Regions from separate parts of the Mus musculus genome. Here all the other regions are linked to region 3. The links are chromatin contacts, called in public Hi-C maps. All regions are on one chromosome and are shown on one strand. The core of a region is the stretch at or near the end of the contact, and the rest is flanking DNA. Distances in the headings are between cores, read along the strand shown. Region 1 has its middle 75 kb from the start of Fbxl17. Region 2 overlaps Pja2 (praja ring finger ubiquitin ligase 2). Region 3 overlaps Fer (fer (fms/fps related) protein kinase).

Evidence for each region. A called contact is a pair of places that touch in the nucleus more often than the background predicts.
Region 1: a Hi-C map of embryonic fibroblasts shows a contact between it and region 3, with 5 times the contacts expected there. The contact joins two enhancer-like sites. A contact is called at or near these places in 17 of 484 Hi-C or Micro-C datasets (3T3-L1-derived adipocytes, the AML12 cell line, the C2C12 cell line and 9 more).
Region 2: a Hi-C map of muscle stem cells shows a contact between it and region 3, with 2.4 times the contacts expected there. The contact joins two enhancer-like sites. A contact is called at or near these places in 4 of 484 Hi-C or Micro-C datasets (cortical neurons, granulosa cells and muscle stem cells) and 1 of 115 datasets of contacts at active chromatin or transcription factors (cardiomyocytes).

What each region holds. Positions count from the first base shown.
Region 1 is chr17:63,574,073-63,577,252 of GRCm38.p6, forward strand. No RefSeq gene overlaps it. Among named protein-coding and RNA genes, the nearest start is that of Fbxl17, 75 kb to the left of the region's middle. Within about 2 kb of position 1,694, at least 5 of the 459 cell types and tissues checked have an H3K27ac peak or open chromatin away from gene starts, as enhancers often do. A contact at or near this core is called in the C3H10T1/2 cell line and embryonic fibroblasts, where this site is marked.
Region 2 is chr17:64,279,414-64,282,475 of GRCm38.p6, forward strand. Pja2 (praja ring finger ubiquitin ligase 2) reads right to left here. Exons shown (of 10, transcript NM_001025309.1): 10 at 1,593-3,062. Among named protein-coding and RNA genes, the nearest start is that of Gm34858, 11 kb to the left of the region's middle. Within about 2 kb of position 1,343, at least 2 of the 459 cell types and tissues checked have an H3K27ac peak or open chromatin away from gene starts, as enhancers often do. A contact at or near this core is called in muscle stem cells, where this site is marked.
Region 3 is chr17:63,947,825-63,950,637 of GRCm38.p6, forward strand. The region is part of intron 9 of Fer (fer (fms/fps related) protein kinase); the gene reads left to right. Among named protein-coding and RNA genes, the nearest start is that of Gm52300, 21 kb to the right of the region's middle. Within about 2 kb of position 1,262, at least 54 of the 459 cell types and tissues checked have an H3K27ac peak or open chromatin away from gene starts, as enhancers often do. A contact at or near this core is called in the C3H10T1/2 cell line, embryonic fibroblasts and muscle stem cells, where this site is marked.

The DNA.
Region 1 (3,180 bases), core at 444-2,943, 370 kb before region 3:
CTTGTGGTGAGCACACTAGGGCTTTACTTTGCGTTTCTGTAACGGCCAACAGTGCTAACAGTCTCTCACTCTGCTTGCTTGCTGGTCTTACCTCGTTCTTGGTAAGCAACTCTTCATTTCATTATACATTTTTAATTGTATATTTACTTTTTCTCCTTCCTTCTCCTTATCTCTTCCTACTCCTTAACTTTTGAGATTTGTATTCAGAATAAAAGTGCTTGTCCCCGTGTGAGGTTCATGTATTCTTCTCCGTCCTATAATCATAACACAATCTTTCACAGAGTAAATGTTTCAGGTGGGTCCTAGTTCATGTTCTTTTGCTGTGATAAAACACTGATCAAAACATCTTGGGGAGGGGAAGGGTTTATTGGGCTTATAGTTACAGTCCACCACCAAGGAACGTCAACAGGGACTCGGCAGGCACCTGGAGGCAGAGACTTACAGACGCTGTGGAGGATGGAGGACCACAGCTAACTGGCCTGTTCTCCATGGCTTGCTCATCTTATGTTCTTATTCAAGACCAGCTACTCCAGGATGGTACTGACTGTAGTCTGCTGGGCACCTCCCACACCCATCGACAACCAAGGAAGAAGTCTACAAGCCAATCTGATTCCTGGGTGGCTTTAATTTCTGTCAAGTTGAAGCAGTCTAACTAGCACATATATTAAGGGAATTAGTCTATGATTATCATATTTCTAGGAAATATCTTTCCTGGCTATGGTACCTTTGTTTCATAGTTTTTCTTTCTATTGTAGCCAATTTGATCATTATTTTAATTCGATGTCCATTTTATATTATACTTTCTCTAAACTGTACAAAATATATTTTTTTCCCAATTTGGCATCTGTAATTTGCTCTTCGATTTTGTTCAGCTGCCTCAAAAAACATAGCTCTTTACAAAAGATTTTTAATCATTGACATTTCAGCGATCCTGTCTTTATGTCACTGCTAATTTGAGATGTTAAAGTTGACCTCTAAAGAGTACACCCAAGTCTTGTGTCTGTCAATACAAAAGCTGACAATGTTGTCTCCCAGAGTAGCGTGCACTCTATATCCGTCCTTCTGCCATTCAAAACCCCATGATAGAACTGGATGTGTATCCCAGTGGTGTGAGGCACGCTGAATTCAATCCTAACTGCGCAGCATCAAACAGCAAATTCTACACAAAAGGGAAGTAAGAAGATGGCATGAAAGATTAAAAAGTATACATAGCTATAGGCAAATAAAAGAGTAAAATTTTATAGAATATTACATATAACTATGAAAATATATTTGAAATGATGAAAGAATTGATTTACTTAGAAAAATATAATTAATCAAAATTGAACAAAGAAATTGAATTGGTCAGTTTTCATGGAGGAAATGGAGATTTGCCATCGCAAAGGGGACTGAGACATGGCACAGCAGTAGTGGAAAAGTGACATCCACTTTACACTGGTAATGAATGGGCAGATCACAAAATAATAAGGTTTGTAAAACCAACTGCCCGGGGTTCCGTTTAATACAGCAGGCCTGCCAAAGCAAAAAGATGAAAGTGGTCGGATGCCTTCTCATTTCTTTTAAGTTAATGACTGTATAATTTTTCTCCAGAGAAAAGATGTTGTATATAGAAATGAACAGATGTGGGTCTGGGGCCCTGGTTCCACTTTGTTTAATTACTGAATTTTATCTGTTTATTCTAGAAGCCTCCAGATGGCAGCATTTTCCTGTGGAAGAGATGCTGGGTGCTTGTGGCTCAGCTCTGCTTTGCTTTCTAACAGCACCCAGGAGTCAGGCTGTCAACAGGAGGAGACAGGAGGAAAGGTGGGAGACATGTTCCAGAATATTCTGAGCTGTTATACTCTAATGTACCATCCACAAAGAACCTTTGTGAGTTGACAGCTTGCATAGGCAGTTCCCCAACAACCATAATAGAAAGAGGGTTTAATTATTTTATATATATAAAGCAATATATATACCCTGTTTTTATATAACAAAATTTATTGATATATGCATATATATATGTATATATCTTATTTTACTTATTCACTTTACATACTGCCCGTTGCCCTTCTTCTGGTCACCTCCTCCCACAATCTTTTACCCCACCCTCCTGAAACAGGTATTTTATTTTGAGTTAAGTTTGTAACACTCTGGTTAGAAAGCTGATTTGTGTGTGTGTGTGTGTGTGTTTTGTTCTTCACATACCACTTGCACAGAAATGATTTTTATTTTTCATATTTTAAACCTTGGGCAGTGAAGAGTCAAGATTGCAATCACGCAGACGCTAACACTCAACCCTTATTAACTGCAATCGTCATGGTGTGGCGACCCCCAACCATAACATTATTTCGTTGCTACTTCCTAACTGTGATTTTGTTGACGTGATGAATCATAATGTAAATATCCAATGTTCGACCCTTGTGAGGAGCCGGGACCCACAGGTTGAGAACCACTGCTGCGGAGCCAGTCCTCGGCGCTCTGCTTATCATGGCATTCTCTGGTCCCAACATCCCGCTTCTCCTCACACCTGGAGTAAACCAGAGGCCTTCGATGCCTCTGAACCATCTGCCCTTCCCGCCCCTCTCAGCATCTTCTGTCACTTTGTTGTAACGCTGCTCTTTCTTCCTTGAATGCAATTATGTCTTTTCTGTGTCAGGATCTTCGCTTCCCAGCACCTCTAGGGTTGTGTGGCTCGCTTACCCATTCAAGTCTTTCAGCTATCATTTTTCAGAGAGTTCTTCCCTGATCACTACCCCCTTCTCTTCATTGTGTCTTTATTCCCCCCATATTAAAATAAAGAAAATATCTGATGCGTTCTCGTGTGTCTTAACCAAACACAATATAAATTCCATGAAAAGATGGGGCTTTTTTTTTCTGTCTTCCTTAATCTATAAAAATGCCCAACATATGCCACATACTAGGTGCTCAATAATGAGTTTGTTGATTGAATGAAAGAACAGAGCAAACTTCAGTCAATTTATATGTCCATTTCATCCGTTTTGATATAGCATGTAGCAAATAGAACACAGAAGCTCAAACTCTGTTGAGAGATAGTAGTAATTGTCAGTACTGGCATCATTTTCTACGTTTTTTTTAATTTTTATTTTGTTCTTTTCATTTCTTACTTTTCTTTTTTTCTTTCCTTTTCCCTTTTTCTTTTCCTTTCTTCCTTCCTTTTTTATTTATTATTTCCTAAGC
Region 2 (3,062 bases), core at 93-2,592, 330 kb after region 3:
AACTTGACATTGAAGTCTTATCAGACCTAGAACAGCCTACTTAGCAACAGATGGCAAATGAGCAACAGGAAAACAGAGCTTGCACAGTTTTGTTACGAAGGAAGCAGTTCCAGGATTTCCTTTCCTTTCTTTCCTTAATACACTAGCAGATTTAACCATTTTCAAAGACATATCTGTAAAACCTGGCAAGAGATAAAACGGGGGCCCACAGGGTGGCTGGCAGTTACGTGAACTGGAAGTACTAGCCGGGTGGTGGTGACGCACGCCTTTAATCCCAGTACTTGGGAGGCAGAGGCAGGTGGATTTCTGAGTTTGAGGCCAGCCTGGTCTACAGAGTGAGTTCCAAGACAGCCATACTAACCCATCAACCCAGAGAGCTGTCTATAGTGCTACCCTAGGGCTTTGTATGCAGTCTATCCTCAACACTTACTTATCAGTGACTTCAAAAACAAATTCCCCACCAAACATGGAAAGTCTGCTTCATCAACGCTGGAGCTAACAGTGTCTGGGAGGATGTTTATACATTAAAATCATTGTGGATGGGTGTGCTCTTCAGTTAGGCTATGAAGAAACTCTGTCAGTAAGTCAGTAAGTTAGGAATAGGTATGGGCTCAAGGACGATGCCCGTGGGGTTCTTCAGCCAGCAGCTTGCCGAAGAGTGAGGATAGCAACTAACTGCACCTACCCTTCAGAATGATTTTGAAGTTGGAAAAAATGCCTCTAAGCCCTCTACTTTAGTTAGATTACCGAAGTCCTGTTTACCTTATGAGGCAAACACTTTAAGAGAATGACTAAAAGAGCCAGCCTTAGACTGGTCTGACCAGATATACTGTACCATTTAAAACCGTGGAGCCTGAAGGAGGCTATGAAGGTGGGAATACAAGAGACAGAATTTTTTATTCTAATCTTATATGTATGCTATCTATACAGAATCTGAATGACACTTTTTATAGTGAAATCCTGCCTTTGCAGGAGGAAAAGGTGGCCGTAGCATCAATGGCTAGACAAAGAAGATGCCAGCCACTTCAGAAGTAGTTTTGCATTGCTGCGGGGGGCATAGGAACACTATTGCTATTCTTAACTCTAAGACTATTTTTCTCACATGTTTTATTAGGAAAATTAGAATTCTAATCCTTCTAAACAAAATCAGCTTTTGTTTAATTTAATAATGTGAGTATAACCTATTACGTAACTGACTCAGAAACATGCCTTTGAGGCCTTTGTGACCCATGAAAGATCATTCTTGATGGGCATAATTGATAGCAGTCCCACGTTAGGTTAGGAGACAGTCAACTGAAGTGAGGCATCACAGAACATCAAGCGTTTCCATAGTCTGAGTCAGCCCAGGAGCCAGGCTCCGCAGAGGACTGTGGGATTGCTGAGAATGTCGGGCAGGAAAGGGCAGCTCTTAAGTCAGAGCCCCTGCAACAGCTCAAGCTTGCCAGCCGCCTCTCTAAGTGACCATGTGGTCCCTTAGGAAAGACCCCACCCTGTCAGCTCAAGCTGCGGTTCTTTAAGAGTTCTGTCCTTTGTTACTGACTCTAAATCCTTCAGGGTTATGTTATAGAAGTGATAGGGTCACACAATTAAATATTAGAAATGAACACCGAGTATATCCTGTTTATTGTTTATGATTTACACGGAAAATGCCAGGCTGGGATTGTAGACCAATAAACCAATCATCACAGTTAGACCTGGGCTTTTGAAAACCTTGCATTCCGTTTTAACAGTTCATATATATTTAACAGCTTATATATAAATCCATATCACAAATAATCTTAAAAGTTAGTTAGCTTAGAGATAACAACTAAGAAACACAAAAGAAATCCACATGAGTTGAACTTTAAATATCAGCATTCACATACGAGAAATAAGAAAATGTTCAAAAAATTAAAATTAATAGGCCAAGTAACAACATAAAATAGAGAAATAAGATAAATGACATTTTATCAATATTTTCACTATTTCTAATTTACCTTCATATATTCTTAACTTTTCAAAAGGATCCAAGATAAGATCAAATAATATACTGGGGTCTGAACTTGTCAGGTTTGTTACCATGAAAGTCCTAAAACTTCATTTTCTTTTCTAAAAAAATTGAAACAAGTCTCATTCAGCTTTCTCCCCACAGCAGCTGTGTATGCGTAGTAAGGAGCCAACAGTGAGGGACGGTAACAGATGGGAAGCAAAAAGTACAACAGCTTTCTTACGTTCAACTCTCTGGTTGAGTTTGGAACCAAACCCCTTTAACAACTGGCAGATAATAGCTACATCTTAATAGGCAAAGAAGAAATATTTTCTTTGGGACAGCTGCTATCTAGAAGAAAAACCAAGGTCCCATAATAGTGACTAAACATAACATGTGGCTTGTTACACAGCAATCTGCAGCAGTGTAAGTTTAATCAGTAAGTGCCATAACTAGTCAACAGTACATAAAAGAAAACAAACAAACAAACCACACAATTCACAAATATCCACAGTATACACATAGGAACTAATGTTACTCTGGTATGACTTCTGACACTAACTGATCAATGAAATACGGTATGGAAAGATCACAGAGTAGAAAACAAGCAGAGATTAGTTTATACAACGCTGACTATATACATCAGGAGGAAACATGCTAGCTAGAGCAACATTAAGGCCTCAATTTAAGCATCCAAAGTCACAGAAGCCCCAGAAAACCTCTAAATTACAAATTCACCACATTACTTGCATGCAATGTTCACTTGTGTTTTACCCATAAAAGGATACACAGTATTTGCTGTAAATACCAGCCACATTTACAATATATGCAAAAATCAGAAAGCAAGTGTTATGTTTCTTATATTTAAGCCTCAAATGTGCCAAAAGTGAAAATTCATTTATTTTTAAGACTGGAAAAAAAGAAAGAATATAAAATGCTCAGAGATATTACACAGAGCTATTAAATGAAACTGCATTTCGGAAGCTACATAAACATTCCCGACACTATGAGCAGAGGAGCAGGTGGGTGCACACTCGCTCTATGCCGTCTAAGCCATTGTTCCCCAGTGCTGATGTCTGGTTTCACTCGTGAGCGA
Region 3 (2,813 bases), core at 12-2,511:
TTTGTATATAGTTACTTAAATTTGTCAAAAATTATATCATTGGTTTTCAGATATAGCCTATGTTAGCAGTGTTCAACTATTACTCATCTATAAATGTTGGTGTTGTAAATTGTTAGCAAGGTTCAACTACTACAGATCTATATATTTTAATCTTATAAGCCTTTTATTGGTCATAAAACATTCAGTATGTCTGTCATTGATCAGGCCCCCGTGCAGGTGAGGAGAAGATTGTTTGCTGACGTGTAGCCTGCTCACTATGCTTAGAAGACTTAAGCTGAATTCAGACAGCATGAAAACACTGAGATACGTTTTTTTGTTGTTGTTGTTGTTGTTTTGGCTTTGTGTATAATAGAATTATATAGACTTTATTTAACTGTAATCAATTTCCTTATTATTTTATCTTGTTTCAAGGATTTGATTCTTGTATGATATCTAATAAGATTAAGTAAACCTGGGCTCTTTTGTGGCTTTGATCATGCTTTCCTGCATGATGCAGTGAGTATTTACTGTTGTCTTTCACTTGGATACTTGTGTTAGTATGAGAAAAACTTACTTCATCACAAAAATTCTTAGGCACACCCCATGAGCGTTTTCTGTATTTTAAAGAAATGTAAGATTATACAGGTATAGTGTATTATACAGATAGGGAGATTCAGATTTTTCACCAGTGTACGTACCAACAGAAATTAATGCCTACATACTTGCTAGCATTTGATGACAGCATACAATTTAGAGGTCTCATTTTAATTTAGTGGTTGCTCATTACAATTTAGAAAGTTGCACTATGGAATTAAACCATAATTGTTTCTATTTTGGAAGTCATACTATGCTTTTATGATGATGGGATAATTAGTGCAAGTACTTAAGGCTCTGGTAGATGGAGACTAAAACCAGCCTGGTCTGCCCACATTAAGTTCTGGCTTTTTCCTTTTTATAGGAATATGAAAACCTAATTTAATTGTGCCATTTCTTATGGGCTTCTTGGCTGATCTGTGGGAATATTGCTTTTTTCCCATTTCCCTGAGCCAGAAACAGCAGTGACAGTGTGCCAAGCATGCCGTGCAATTTGATTTGGGGTTAGCAAACATGGGAATGTTCCAGTGTTCATGAATCCATTAGCTGATTGGGTAGAGTTGTGAAAGTGATGATGCTCAGAGCTTCAGTTTAACATTTCTAAGAAAGGCAGTTCAGTGCAATGGCTGCGGGTAGGAGAGAAACAGGGGCCATAGCGCAGCTGTGGTGACTCAGCCTTTGTCGTCAGTGCTTAGTCAGACCTTTGGTAGCTCTGGCCTTATGAAGCTTCACATTGCAAGGCCTTTGTCTTGCTGTAACCACTGTTAACATTTGCTTCTTGCCTTAGTCCACAGACTACTTGAGGTAGCTAAATACAGCAGAATATAAAATTACAACCAGGAAAAATAGAGATTGTAACCAGATATCAAGACCACACAAAAACTGTAGTGGACTGTGGTCTCTACATGTGTGGTTACTATGGTAGACTATATTCTGCATGTATGGTTATTTTGATAGACGGTGCTCTGCATGTGTGGTTACGATGGTAGACTATGACCTGCTTATGTGGTTGCTATGGTAGACTGTGCCCTGCATGTGTGGCTACTGTGGTAGACTGTGGCCTGCTTGCGTGGTTACTATGTTAGACTGTGCCCTGCATGTGTGGCTACTGTGGTAGACTGTGGCCTGCTTGCGTGGTTACTATGTTAGACTGTGCCCTGAGTGTGTGGTTACTATGTTAGACTGTGCCCTGAGTGTGTGGTTACTATGGTAGACTGTGCCCTGAGTGTGTGGTTACTATGGTAGACTGTGCCCTGAGTGTGTGGTTACCATGTTAGACTGTGCCCTTAGTGTGTGGTTACTATGTTAGACTATGCCCTGAGTGTGTGGTTACCATGGTAGACTGTGCCCTGAGTGTGTGGTTACCATGTTAGACTGTGCCCTGAGTGTGTGGTTACCATGGTAGACTGTGCCCTGAGTGTGTGGTTATCATGGTAGACTGTGCCCTGAGTGTGTGGTTACCATGGTAGACTGTGCCCTGAGTGTGTGGTTACTATGGTAGACTGTGCCCTGAGTGTGTGGTTACTATGGTAGACTGTGCCCTGAGTGTGTGGTTACTATGGTAGACTGTGCCCTGAGTGTGTGGTTACTGCTCTTGCACCATGTGAGCCATTACTTTGTAGGTATCTCAAAGGTAAAAATACAATGGAAGCTGAAGTCACACAGCCTTAACTGAAAGAAGGTATGTCACATTGCAGGAGAGGAAGGTTTCATTGCATTTAGCCTTAATTAAATGTGTAGCTGTCCCACTGACACTTGTGGGACAGCTGTCACACACATGCTGTGTGACCCTTGATAGTACTACAGCAGCTAATGTAGGAATGTGATTCATAAAACCTTCTAAAACAAAATCTAGAATCCCTTAGCAGAAGAGGAGAACATGACACCAGAATCAGCTCTCTGGGATGAAGAATGCCCCAGTCAACTTCCTTCATTTTACAATAATGTCTACACTTAGAGCAGGAGACAACATGGATGTGTTTGGGTTTTCCTTTAGGCCAGGTACAAGGGTGCTGGCCCATATTCCCAGCTACTCCTCAGATGGTAATGATGGCTCCGGGAACTCAGGACCAGGTCACAGCTCCACACAATTGTCTCAGACCAAAGCTAGACAGAAACTGCCCCAGCCCCAAATTTTGTTTTAATACCACTTCTCTTAGCTGCAAGCTGAATGTGTGATGGATAGTTACTGGTCAATTTCTTAGGGTTCCCTCCACCCCCAAACATCTTTGTTATCTTTA